2 separate regions of the Mus musculus genome follow, and region 1 is linked to region 2. A link is a contact called in public HiChIP or PLAC-seq data. All regions are on one chromosome and are shown on one strand. Each heading gives the region's core, a stretch centred on a gene start, on an enhancer-like site or on the middle of the called end of the contact. The rest is flanking DNA. Distances are from core to core; before and after follow the strand shown. Region 1 has its middle 30 kb from the start of Gm39469. Region 2 overlaps Gm51701 (a long non-coding RNA gene).

What was found. HiChIP or PLAC-seq counts read pairs in DNA pulled down with a chosen protein or histone mark.
Region 1: an H3K4me3 HiChIP or PLAC-seq map of bone marrow-derived macrophages shows a contact between it and region 2, with 9 times the contacts expected there. The contact joins two enhancer-like sites. A contact is called at or near these places in 1 of 15 datasets of contacts at CTCF or cohesin (pro-B cells), 20 of 115 datasets of contacts at active chromatin or transcription factors (the 230-238 cell line, CD8 T cells, DN3 thymocytes and 7 more) and 1 of 9 other capture datasets (embryonic tail).

Annotation. Positions count from the first base shown.
Region 1 is chr9:124,250,371-124,256,049 of GRCm38.p6, reverse strand. No RefSeq gene overlaps it. Among named protein-coding and RNA genes, the nearest start is that of Gm39469, 30 kb to the left of the region's middle. Within about 2 kb of position 4,404, at least 6 of the 459 cell types and tissues checked have an H3K27ac peak or open chromatin away from gene starts, as enhancers often do. A contact at or near this core is called in bone marrow-derived macrophages, where this site is marked.
Region 2 is chr9:123,926,757-123,933,241 of GRCm38.p6, reverse strand. Gm51701 (a long non-coding RNA gene) reads right to left here. Exons shown (of 2, transcript XR_003948284.1): 2 at 4,536-6,485. Among named protein-coding and RNA genes, the nearest start is that of Gm51701, 4.9 kb to the right of the region's middle. Within about 2 kb of position 5,006, at least 175 of the 459 cell types and tissues checked have an H3K27ac peak or open chromatin away from gene starts, as enhancers often do. A contact at or near this core is called in bone marrow-derived macrophages, where this site is marked.

The DNA.
Region 1 (5,679 bases), core at 3,155-5,654, 320 kb before region 2:
ATACACTAGCAAGATTTTGCTGAAAGGACCCAGATGTAGCTGTCTCTTGTGAGACAATGCCGGGGCCTAGCAAACACAGAAGTGGATGTTCACAGTCAGCTATTGGATGGATCACAGGGCTCCCAATGGAGGAGCTAGAGAAAGTACCCAAGGAGCTAAAGGGATCTGCAACCCTATAGGTGGAACAACATTATGAACTAACCAGTACCCCGGAGCTCTTGTCTCTAGCTGCATATGTATCAAAAGATGGCCTAGTCGGCCATCACTGGGAAAGAGAGGCCCATTGGACACGAAAACTGTATATGCCCCAGTACAGGGGAATGCCAGGGCCAGAAAATGGGAATGGGTGGGTAGGGAAGTGGGGGGGAGGGTATGGGGGGACTTTTGGGATAGCATTCTAAATGTAATTGAGGAAAATACATAATAATAAAAATATTTTTAAAAATCTATCAATATAAATAATTATAAGAATCATAAAAGTAGAACTTTACATCATATTTTAAATAAACAGCTTATGTACAATATAGTCTAAAAAACCACCTTAAATTTCTATTAATGTATAATAAAAACAAAACAACCATAAATTTCTACCAATATACAGTGATTCAAAAAAACAAATTTCTATCAGTAATTCAAACAAAACAACCTTAAATTTCTATCAGTATACAATAGTTTGAACCTACCATCCTAGATGATAAAAAACACCATAGGACATCAAGCAGCCAAAACCTTCCATTCCAACTTCAGGGATCAGGATGATGGTCTTATAATTGACTCATGCTGAATTGGGGTGAAGAATTCCTGTTTGGGGCCCAAGGAAAAAATGGCTAATACAAACAAACAAACAAACAAAAATTAATTGTAGCATTTGTTACACTGTCTCTGTTTTTATCCAGTCTATGTGTTGCCTGTCAAGCCTATGTGTTGTTCAGTCTCTGTGTGATTGATCATTTGGGCTAGCCCTTTTGAAGTTGATGTGCACTCATATTTTGTAGAAATGTAACTGAAACAGTCTGTGAGAGTGAATCACCTAGATTTATTTGATTTGTGAAGACATCTCCATCTTATACCTATTGCAGGGTTACATTCTAATGTCAACACATTTTTATAAGTCTGTTGGCCTAGTTTATCAGTTTTTCTTTTTGTGATAACCCAATATCTCTTAGCTGCTGTTGTTCCATACTTAGACCAAGAAGGTGTTATTTAATCTGATTCTGGGGGCATTTACTATGCCTTTTTATTTAATAAGCATCTATTTTAAGGTACAACTGGCCTTTTCTATAACTGCTTGTCCTGTGGGATTGTGTGGTATACCAGTTACATGCTTTATATTATAATATGGAAAGAATTATTTCATTTTATTGGATACATATATGGGAACATTATCAGTTTTAATTTGTGCAGGTATTCTGCTAATTGGCATTACTTCCAATACGTGTGTAATTAACGCAGTCAGTCTTTTTAGAACTTAAAGCTGTTGCCCACTGAAACCCTGAGTATGTGTCAATGTTGGTGTATATACCTTTGTTTTCCAAATTCTGCAAATGGAAAACATCCATGTGCCAGATGTCATGTCTTTTGTTCCCCTAGGGTTACTACCAGCAGATAACAGAATTTGTTTGCATAGAGAACACGTAGGATTTTTATTATTATTATTATTTCTTTGGCTTGTTGCCAAGTGATAGAAACTTTTTTCTTTAAACCTCTCCTATTAATAAGATGTTTTTCATTACATTTTGAGGCTTCTAACACATTTTCTATTTTTTTTTTGTCATTTCTCTATGGTAATTGAAAGTTTTGCTGGTCATTGAAGTGGAAGTTTCTTGATATTTTATATGATGCAGATTCACAAGGTACTTTACTGAAGCAGACTTTTGTGGTATTTGCTGAGGCAAATCATGGGAAGACATGTGCTGTTTAGAGAGAATATAAATAGGACTCAATAGACAGTGATAGCTTGTTTGCATAGCTAGCTCTGCAACGCTTCATTGGTCTCACATCTTCACTGATCTTCACTTTCTTGAGAGAGGCACAGCAGAGAACTTCTCCTGGAGTTCTTGCTAGAAAATTGGAATTGCCCCCAAAACTACTTCTAAACAGGCCCATATCCCGGTTCCTATTTGCCATCTTTTCTCTCCTACCATTGGACGGTGGGCTAGAAGCAGGGGTCAAAGCATTCTGGTCCACTCTATTTGGTGTTCTCTAAGCTTCTTGTGCATTTATTTCTTTAAGTTAGAGAAATTTTCTTCTATGATTTGTGTCAAAGATATTTTCTGGGTCATTGTATTTTGAGTTTTCTCCTATATTTCTATGATTTTTAGGCTTGGTGTTTTTCATAGTGTCCAAAATTTCTTGGATATTTTGTGTTAGAAAGTTTTTAGCTTTAGCATTTTCTTTGACTGATGTATCATTCTCTTCTATGATATCTTCTATGCCTGAGATTCTCACTTCTATCTCTTGTATTCTGTTGATAGTCTATAGTTCCTGTCTTCTTTACTAGGTTTTCCATCTCCAGGATTGCCTCAGATTGGGGTTATTTAAAATTGCTTCTATTTTCATTTTCAAGTTTTGTACAATTTTATTCATTACTTTCATCTGTTTGGTTGTAGTTTATTCACTTCCTCTTGAAAGGCCTTTATCATCTTCTTAAGATTAGATTTAAACCCATTTTCTTGTGATTCAGTTGTGGTTGGATATTCTGTGCTTGATATAGTAGGAGGGGTGGGTTCTAGGATTGTCATATTGTCCTTACTTTTGTTGATTGTTTTCTTATGCTGGTCTTTAGCCATCTGGTTGTCCCTAGTATTGGAAGGCCTAGTAGGGTCTGATGGTAGCAGGCCTCTGCGATTGCAGTAGAGCTGCTTGTCCTTGATGATAGCAGGCTTCCAGAGATGCAGAGATGCAGAGCTGGTAGTCCTTGGTGGTTTCAGGCTGCTAGTTGTCCTGGTTAAGGGCAGGTCTCCAGGGATCCTGGTAGACCTGGTGGTCCCTGAATATTTCAGGCCTCTGTTTGTCCTGGTTAGCAGCAGGCATATACTGTCATGGCATAAAGTGAATGAGTAAAACCATACTCCTGAGCATTTGGTTTTTTATCTATGGTAGTTTTAATCTATTCATAAAGAGGTACAGATCTTGTCCTTAAAAATCTAATAGCTTTTTTGTATTTAGCATACCACTTTCAAAAGCTAGAGATTCAATTAAAATTTCTCTTGCAGATGGATCTGATGTTCTATTCAGAGCTATAGTTAATTTTTGTGAAAAGTCAGTGAAAGATTCTTTTATCTTTGTAAATGATTCAGCTCATCATTGTTGTTCAAGCTTGTCTCAAGCATTTAAGGCTATTGTGTGACTTTGTTCTAGGACAGCATCCTTGAAAGTAACCGGTACTCTTAATTCAGAGAACAAACCTTCACCTCGTAATGAATCCTTTACAAAGTCGTTACCTCTAGTCCTATTTCTTCCCTCCACAATTGAAGACTCCTCTTCCCATCATGTTTGCCATTGTAATTGAGGGCCAGGCTCTAGAATGTCTGTCATCAAGTTTCTCCAATCTTTTCAAATTATACAATTCTGTGTCGCCCAGTTATTAAGTATCTGACATATGGTAAATGTAAGCCATAGCTTGTTACTGCTTTCTTAAATCTTTTTAAATTTTTGCCTCTATGGGTTGCCATTCAAATTCTTGATTATCCTGGGGATTTCCTTCATCTCCACCTAATTCCTTTATTAAGGATGGGAAAAGCATTTCAGTTGTTTTTTTTTTTTAAAAAAACAGACAAAGCCTGTCCTTTTGAAGTCTTGTTACAAAGTGCTGCTGTAGGTTCTAGCCTTTCTTCTTCTGTTTTTATGGTCTGCTTTAATTTTATTTATAATTTTTTGTAACTTTTCTTCTAAGGTGTTTCCAGTTTTTATTATCTCCCTATTCTAGTACCTTTATTATCTTAAAACCCTCCTCAATTTTGTTTGTAAATTTCTCTAACTTTTCCTTTAATGTATGTCTCTATATCTTTATTATCTTAGTATATTCCTCAGTCCAATTTATACATTTTTGTAAATTTTCCTCTAAATCTTGTTGCTTTGCTAAGATCTTCTTTGAGAAGACACAGAAAACCAGTATGCTTATTTAAGGAAAGAATGAGGATTATTAATTCAACAATAATCATAACCAATACTGTGTCAGTTTCAGTTAGGTCATCTCTCTCCCTCTCCCTCTCCTTCTCCCTCTCCCATTTAAAATGGCATTAGATAAACTCCAAAATCTCTGTGATATTGTACCTCTCATCTTTATATACTGTATTTCTTTTAATTTATTTATTTCAAGTCATTTATATCTGTCTGTGAAATTTTGGTCAGGTCTGTAGTGTTAGTTTCCTCTTTGTGTTCTCTGTCTCCCTCTGCTGCTCAGCTCAGGACACTCACAGTAGTTAGTCCAGTCCTGGTCCTTTTGCTCACAGGGAGGGATGGAAAGGCCTCTCAACTGGAAAAACCACTTTGGGTCACTGATGTCCTGAGCCCTGGTGACACCTTGACATTTCATGCTGAACCAGTGCTCATAACCTTGTCTCAGTCTTTGTGGGAAGAAAGGATTGGTGCCAGGTTCCAGATGGGCTTTGGTTTAAGTCCACCTTCTTTCTGTCATGCCCCTACCCTGGGGAAGGCTCTAGAAAAGCTGCTGTGGAACTCTTCAACACTTGGACTGAGGCATCCCATGGCTAATTTCAGAGCTGTGTGCAGATCCAAACTCTGTGGCTGGTGCATGAAGCCAAGCACAGTCCTTGAAGAACTAGTTCTACTACTGTGGGCATGCTGAGGAGCTTGGGCTATGCCACTGCTGTTCTCCCAGTAGCTGCAGTAGTGTGACTCTACCAAGGTTAGTTTGGTCTAGTCCTGTGCCCACTCCCACATCAGACCCTAACTGGGAGATCTGTTGCACCTGTATCTGTTGGCCGGAGTGAAGCTGTGGGCTCAAGGGCCTCATTCAAGTGTTTAGTAGCTCAGCAAGGCATTAGGAGCCACACTTTCATTGGGGGTGGGGAGGGACTTTACCAAGGACTTTCTCAGGTTAGCTTGGATTCAATGTCCCACATATGGGACATCAGATAATGAACTAACTATATGTAGGCTTTCCTGACCCACTCTATCCTGTTTAGTTTCAGAGTAAACAACATAGAGATAACAGATATTAATAAGCTTCAAACATAAACTAGGCAGGTTCTGTGCTATTCTAACTTACAGTCAAACCATACACACCATGCTACTTGCAGTTTGAGTCTCACCTGGATTATTCTGTTCCATGTGTGTCCTCATGGAGAGCTTCTTTTGCCATATGGTCATGGTCCATCCTCATTGTTCATCCTCCTTCATGGGGACCTCCTTCTTTCTGTTCTCTCTTCCTCCTCGTGGTCCCTACCTGAGAGCCCCTATTCAATCTCAAGTTCTTCCTTTCTCTCTTTCCTGCCCAGTCAAATGTTCTAGCCTTTTTAAACCAATCACAGATTACAGGGGAACATTCTTTACAACATATTGATTATTACAGCGCCCCAGTATCAAGTTATAGTCTGATCGGGGCACAGAACTCAGCTTTTGAATACACAGCTCACAAGACTAACCCCAATAGGGGTTAACTTAAGTTTTAAGAGGTAGTTGAGAACAAGCCTAAGGTAAAGCCAAGATTTCATA
Region 2 (6,485 bases), core at 3,757-6,256:
TCAATAGATGAGCTACAGGGTAAGGGTTTTTCACTGGGTACAGCATAGCCAGTTACACAGCTTCACCGGGGCTCCCTGTGTTAGAGGACTGTTGAAGTTCTCAGCGCAATAGAAAGCCAGTGTATCCCACACGGTGGAATAATCTGGGAATCGAAGCCAGAACCTGACACGTGAACGAAGGTTGCCGAGAAAAAAAAATCCTTTTGGGAGGCAAAAATGGTTTCTGAAGGATATGACTAACAATACTCCTTGGCCGGTAATAGTTGATCAAATCGGGGACCTGTTTGAAAATAAAAATCCACAATCACTTAAGAGACTTTATCAGATTTGTAATATGCGTGAGCCAGTACTCAGCAGGCTCAGAGCTATAGACTCTCTGCTAAACTTAAGAATGGGCATCTTCCAGGCCAGAAACAGATGGTACCAGAACACTAGTGCTCCTAGACAGCCCTCGGGTAAAGACTCAACATGTCAGGCAGGCAGCATCAGGAGAAAAGAGGCCAGGGTGTGGATTACTGTGGTTCTTGACTAAAGTGACAACAGAACAGGACTTCAGCAATGACTGAAAAGTCGGCCCTGTAAAACAACTACTGATAGTAAACAAACTTTTCAGAAACTCAACTCAAACCAACTTGATCAAAAAAAAGGGAATTTATGGGTTACATCATCGAACCGCAGAGACTTTAAAGATGCAGCTGGACTCAGAGACAAATTAATTTAGAGATTCACATATTTTTCAGGACTTCCTCTCTGTGTACCTACATCTTCACCAGCTCAGGCTCCTATTTCAAAGTGCCATAGACTTGGTGGCCTCCACCACAGACATTAATTTCCCACAGTTCCAGAGGCGGGGGGGGGGGGGGGGGAAGGATGGCAAGTTTGGTTCAGGGTAAGGGTTCTCTTCTCATCTTGCAGATGGGTGCAGATTTGTGCCTGCTTGCTCATCAATGTCTAGCCTATAGGAATAATTCAGTCTGACCTAGCTGTTGCAGCTAGAGTGAAGTCACTAACAAAAGCTGGCCTTGCCCTTCTGTGAGTAATGGTATCTGCTAGTGTTAACAGAAAGGGCCCCTCACACTGACTAAACTGAGAAGTAGGAGGTAGCCTTGAAAGTTTACAGTATCAGCAGCTTTTAACAAAAGGTCCTGTCAGCTGTCGGAAGTCACTGGGACAGTGTGAGGCAAAATGGTTTAAAGTTCAAGGAAGAGCCCATCCTTACAGAGTGCTGGGAATCAGCAGTTTCCAAGAGGAACAGAAAGAAGAGAGTCCAGGAGGGAAAACAAGGGCTTAGAAACAGAGGAACCTAATCTGGAACAGAAGCTGCTAGGGACTTCCATCGATGTAAGCCTCAGCTCTGGGGTGGGATTTCACAAGCCACAGACAAGAAAACAGCATTCATGACAGTGATAAGGAGATTACAGAAACAGGAAGCCAACCAAGCCCAACAGCCTTCCACCCATGCTGGTAGCACACAGAACCAGCATGAGGAAATGCTGAGAGTTTAAAACTTGGGGTGCCTGTCATCTTTTCTCAGACTCTTTTGAAAATATTCCCAGAAATGAAATAGCTGGGTCATGTAGTAGTTCTGTTTTTGACTTTCTGAGGAACCTTCATGCTGATTTTTGTAGTGTCTGGACAAATTTACATTCCCACTAAAAATGCATAAGGGTTCCCTTTCTCCCACATCCTCACTAAGTTCTTCTTCTTCTTCTTCTTCTTCTTCTTCTTCTTCTTCTTCTTCTTCTTCTTCTTCTTCTTCTTCTTCTTCTCCTTCTCCTTCTCCTCCTCCTCCTCCTCCTCCTCCTCCTCCTCCTCCTTCTAGTTTATTTTTTAAAAACTTTTTATTGATTCTTTGTGAATTTCACATCATGCACCCCAACCCACTCATCTCCCTGTCCCTTCATATCCACCCTTGCAACCTCCCCAAAAGAAAATAAAAAAATATATATATCATGGAAGTTGTGGTGTGTCACAGTGTGTCTCACAGCATACCATTTTGTTCATACATATTTACTTGGAAATGTTTATTGCAATGAGTCATCGGTCTTGTTTGACGACTCTGACTTCTGCTGCACCATCAATACCGGATCCTCACCAGGACTCCCTCTCAGATATCCTCTAGTTCCCTGTGTCACAGAGATCCTGCAGCTCTGGATCTGTACAACCAATCCCTTTATCCACCAGTTCATAGATGGGGTAGATGTTGGGATGGGCCAACTCAAAGCCCTGGATCTGGGTAGTAGCTGAGTACCAACTCAGCCCTCTAGCTCTCCCAAACCTTCACCACTAGAGTGAACTCTCCAGCACTGCCCTGGCTATATCACCCAATGCCACAACTGACAAGGGGCAGGGCCAGCTCTACTGCTCTCATGCCCTCACCCGTGGCACTAGAGCCAACTCTACTATGCTGCCCAGGTGAGGTACAAAGCCCACTCTCCTGAGTGCTGTAGCCAGAGAGGGGTGGGGCCAGCTATCCCACTGTCGTGACCCCAGAGACAGCTCTTCAATCTGCCTGAGGTGGGAACATCTCTCCTGTGCCCACACACTCTCCAAGCAGCTCACTCAAGCCCCTGCCACCAGGGCTAGTTCTACTATGCTGCCTAGGCATGATTCGGGGCCTGGTATCCCAAATGCTGCAACAAGTGAGGCCATCTCTTCATAGCCCTTTTATTATCAGCATGGTCCCAGGCAGCAGACAGACCAGGGTCCTCTGCATAGACTTTGGTTGTAAAATGAACCACAGAAATCAACAGAGACCCCTGCTGCTACCTGGTCATGGACCTAGACATGGCCCTCAGCAGCAGTATCATAGGCCAGGGCTTTATCATGGCCTCAGGTAGCAAAACAGGCTACACACATTAGGTTATTCCGCTCCACCCTCACATCTCCAGTTCTGCCTCTCTTCATACCGCTCAAACCATTCCAAGTCTCTTTCTTTCCCATCTTTACGCTACATATTTGTATATCATAGTGGCTCATGGTGGGTGAGCCTCTGGGTCATCTGCTGTTTTCTTAATGATAACACTCCCACTAAAAATGTATACAACTCTCTTTCCCCCACCTTTTCACCAGCATCTGTTGTTATTTGTTTTCTTAATGATAGTCTTTCTGACAAAGGTCCCTGGTAGCCTGGAAGTACGCCAATTTGGACATCTAATTCACTCTGGCTGGCAGATAATGATGATTCAGTTGACATTCTACTGTTACCGTGTAAGAAAACCCACAGATGGATGAACTTGGCAGGAGCATACTTGTGCAGGGAGATGGTAAGGCTTTTGCCAGGAAGAGAGAAAGAGAAAGAGAGAAAGAGAGAGAGAGAGAGAGAGAGAAAGAAAGAAAGAAGGAAGGAAGGAAGGAAAGAAAGGGCAGGAAGGGAAGAAAAGGAAAGGGGACGCAAGGACAGAAAAGAGGGGGAAATCCCACAGGTGAACAGCCCAGCTTTCCTGAATCCTATTCTATAAAACCATAATTAGAATAGAATGGGTGCTATTATATCTATTATGTGGAGTAATTTACTACACAGCTGGGATAATCAGTACATTACTATAGAGGAGTATGCAAAAATTAACCAGGAAAAACTCAAAATCAAATTTTATGCATATTCTAGCCTGATATACATAGTAAGTTCCAGATGTCCAGGGCTACAAAAAAGAAACCCCATTTTCTATTTTTAAAAAGTACTTTATCATTACAAAAACATCAAAAATTCATAAAACTTCCTCTGTGTGACTATTTTAAGGAATCAATACAAGATTTGAGAAATTACATGGAGTCTTGCAAAGTCTTGATAATGGAACCTGTTGACAGTCACAAAGTGCACTCAATCCCTTTGGAGTCTCGGAGCTCCGTGCTAATACGTGTCAGTCTCCGTCTTGGACCACACCTTCTAGAATGCCTGAAATTTAGAGAGAACACTAACGAATTATCAAAACCAGCCTTTGGTGTGCACTCAAGTGCGATGGAAAGATTTCCTAAGTCATCGTAATTTGTTCACATGGAAACAGCAGAGAAAGCTAGAAGACACTAGCTTCGAAACTTCTTAGTTGTCTGTCCCTGAGCCCTTTGTGGTACTTCCTCCTCAGAGCCCAGCTCCAGCAGTCCCCTTAGCGGCTGTTTTTAGCAACCACACCCTCTGACTGTGGGTTTGCTCTGCAGTGGCTTTAAGGTTTGAATACGAAATGCCTTCCACAAACAGACACTACAGAATCTTAGGTGTCGAGACAATGGGCATTTGAGAAGGAATTGGAACCTTCAGATCCTGGACTCCTTCCTTGGTAGATTCGTAATATGAGAGCATTCTTAGGAGACAGCCAAAACAGGAAGTGGGATCCAGATAAGAGAAGCAGGTCGTTTAGGGTGTGCCCCTGAAGGATGTATCTTTTACCCCTTCCCCTTTGTGTCCTTCCTGTCTCCTTCTTTGACTTCTGGCCACTATGGGGTGAACAGTATCTGCCGTATACTCCTGCCACCACGGTGTTCCACCTCACTGAAGATCTAGAAACACGGCAAAGGGTCAGGAACTAAGCATCTGAAACTGTGACCCAAAACAAATTCTCTCTTTAATTTGTTCCTCTCAGAACACATTTCACTATGTGTCATAGTGGGGGGAGGGGGGAGTCTAACACAGAGTATGTACACAAAGCCTCACAATGGGACTGTTGATGTAATTCGGTTGGTAGAGTGCTTGTCTATTACCAGCAGAGCCCCGAGTTCCATCCTCAGCACTGCACAAACCAAATGTGGTTTAGTTCCAGCACTCAGGGAGCAGTAGCGGTTTGAAGCCAGCCTAGGACACCCTGTCTCAAAACAAACAAATGAAAAACATTGGGATTCAATGAACAGAACTGATATTAGTCCACTGTGTTCATAGCGTTCATGATGGTCCACGGTAGCTTAGACTTCCTGGTAGTCATTTCCTTGAGTCAGGCTGACCTTAGAGTATAGAAAGAAGTTTACTGTCTTGCTGTCACGCATTGCTGTTGCTTGCGGTCATGTCACAGGACTCTGAGGCAGTAGTGGAGAGACTCGTGAGATGAGGAAGTGAGGTCTCTGCGAGCAGCCGGAGGCATGAACACCTGAAAGCAATTAAGCCCCACCTCCAGCCAAATCTCCTAATGACGGAGTAGACGTTCTCCCTCGTCCGAGAGAGACTGTAGTGAAACGACCCCACTAAGATGTCTCAAATTCCCAACACACAAGACTGTATGACACAATACATGCTTCCTGTTTAAGTCCTGATGTCCCATGGTGATTTTTACTATTTATATGTAATATGCTCATCATGCAAATGAAAAGTAAGCTCAGAGACAGCAACAGAGGACGCACAGTGGGACCCCAGAGCAAAGGCTGATCGTTCACCAGTTCTTCAATTGACTGCAGATGAGAGAGGTCAGGTTGGGGGACACTGAAGCCATTCCCAAGCAAGATGGATGGGCCACCAGCTCAGCTCCTCTCACTGGCAATCTCTGAGAACAGAAGTGACCCAGATTCTGTTTTCCCTTGCTTGGGGAAACATCTGCCTCCACATGCACGGTTCTCTCCACCTAAACAAAATAATTGACTCAAGTCCCTGTGCCACTGGACCTCCACTGGCGCCACACGTGAAATGACCACTGACTCTCACAGCTACAGTGCTGCCAGCTGTGCCCAACGAGGGCTGTGGGGCCGGCCTCGCACCGAGGATCACTGCCTACAACTCTGACCTTGCCTCACAGGTCCCCCGTTGTTGATTCGCGAGGTTACTCTTGAATAGGTGCTAAGGGAGCTTTTGAAATGCACACGATATCCAGTTACTCACTGGTCATATGAATGTCAATCACCCCTGCACAGGCGGGGCTACAGGCTATTTGAGCTCTCGGGAGGAAGCAGAATGTGATGGCTACTGAGTAACAACCAGCCAGTCCTACTGGTTCTGTCTTTTCATCCTTGAACACATTCCGTTAAGAGTCACTATAATCCCCAGGCACAAGTGAATTGAGCGAGTCAAAGGGTTTTAGAAAAGAAAGCCACATCGCCGGGGCGTGGTGACGCACGCCTTTGGTCCCAGCACCCAGGCAGAGGCAGGCGGATTTCTGAGTTCGAGGCCAGCCTGGTCTACAGAGTGAGTTCCAGGACAGCCAGGACTACACAGAGAAACCCTGTCTCGAAAAACAAAAAACAAACAAACAAAAAAAGGAAGCCAAAAGTTCTAAGTAGCCCACTGCCAGTCTTCAAGGTCAAGAGAGACCTGGGATGGTGAACCTTGCTGATCAAGTGAAATAATATAAGCCCGGAGCCTTCTGTGGAACCCGAGAATTCCAGCACCAAAGAGGAAGAAATGACACGCAAGGTGTCAGTAAAGAAAACTCCAGAGCCCATTGTGGGTTAAGTGGGGTTGTGTTGCTGGCCGGTCTCCACCACAGTCTCCTCTCCACCTGCTCCTCTTCAAACGGATGCCTTGGATCCTTGATGGTCTTCAGAGTTACTTTGGGGTTTGACACTGGGAA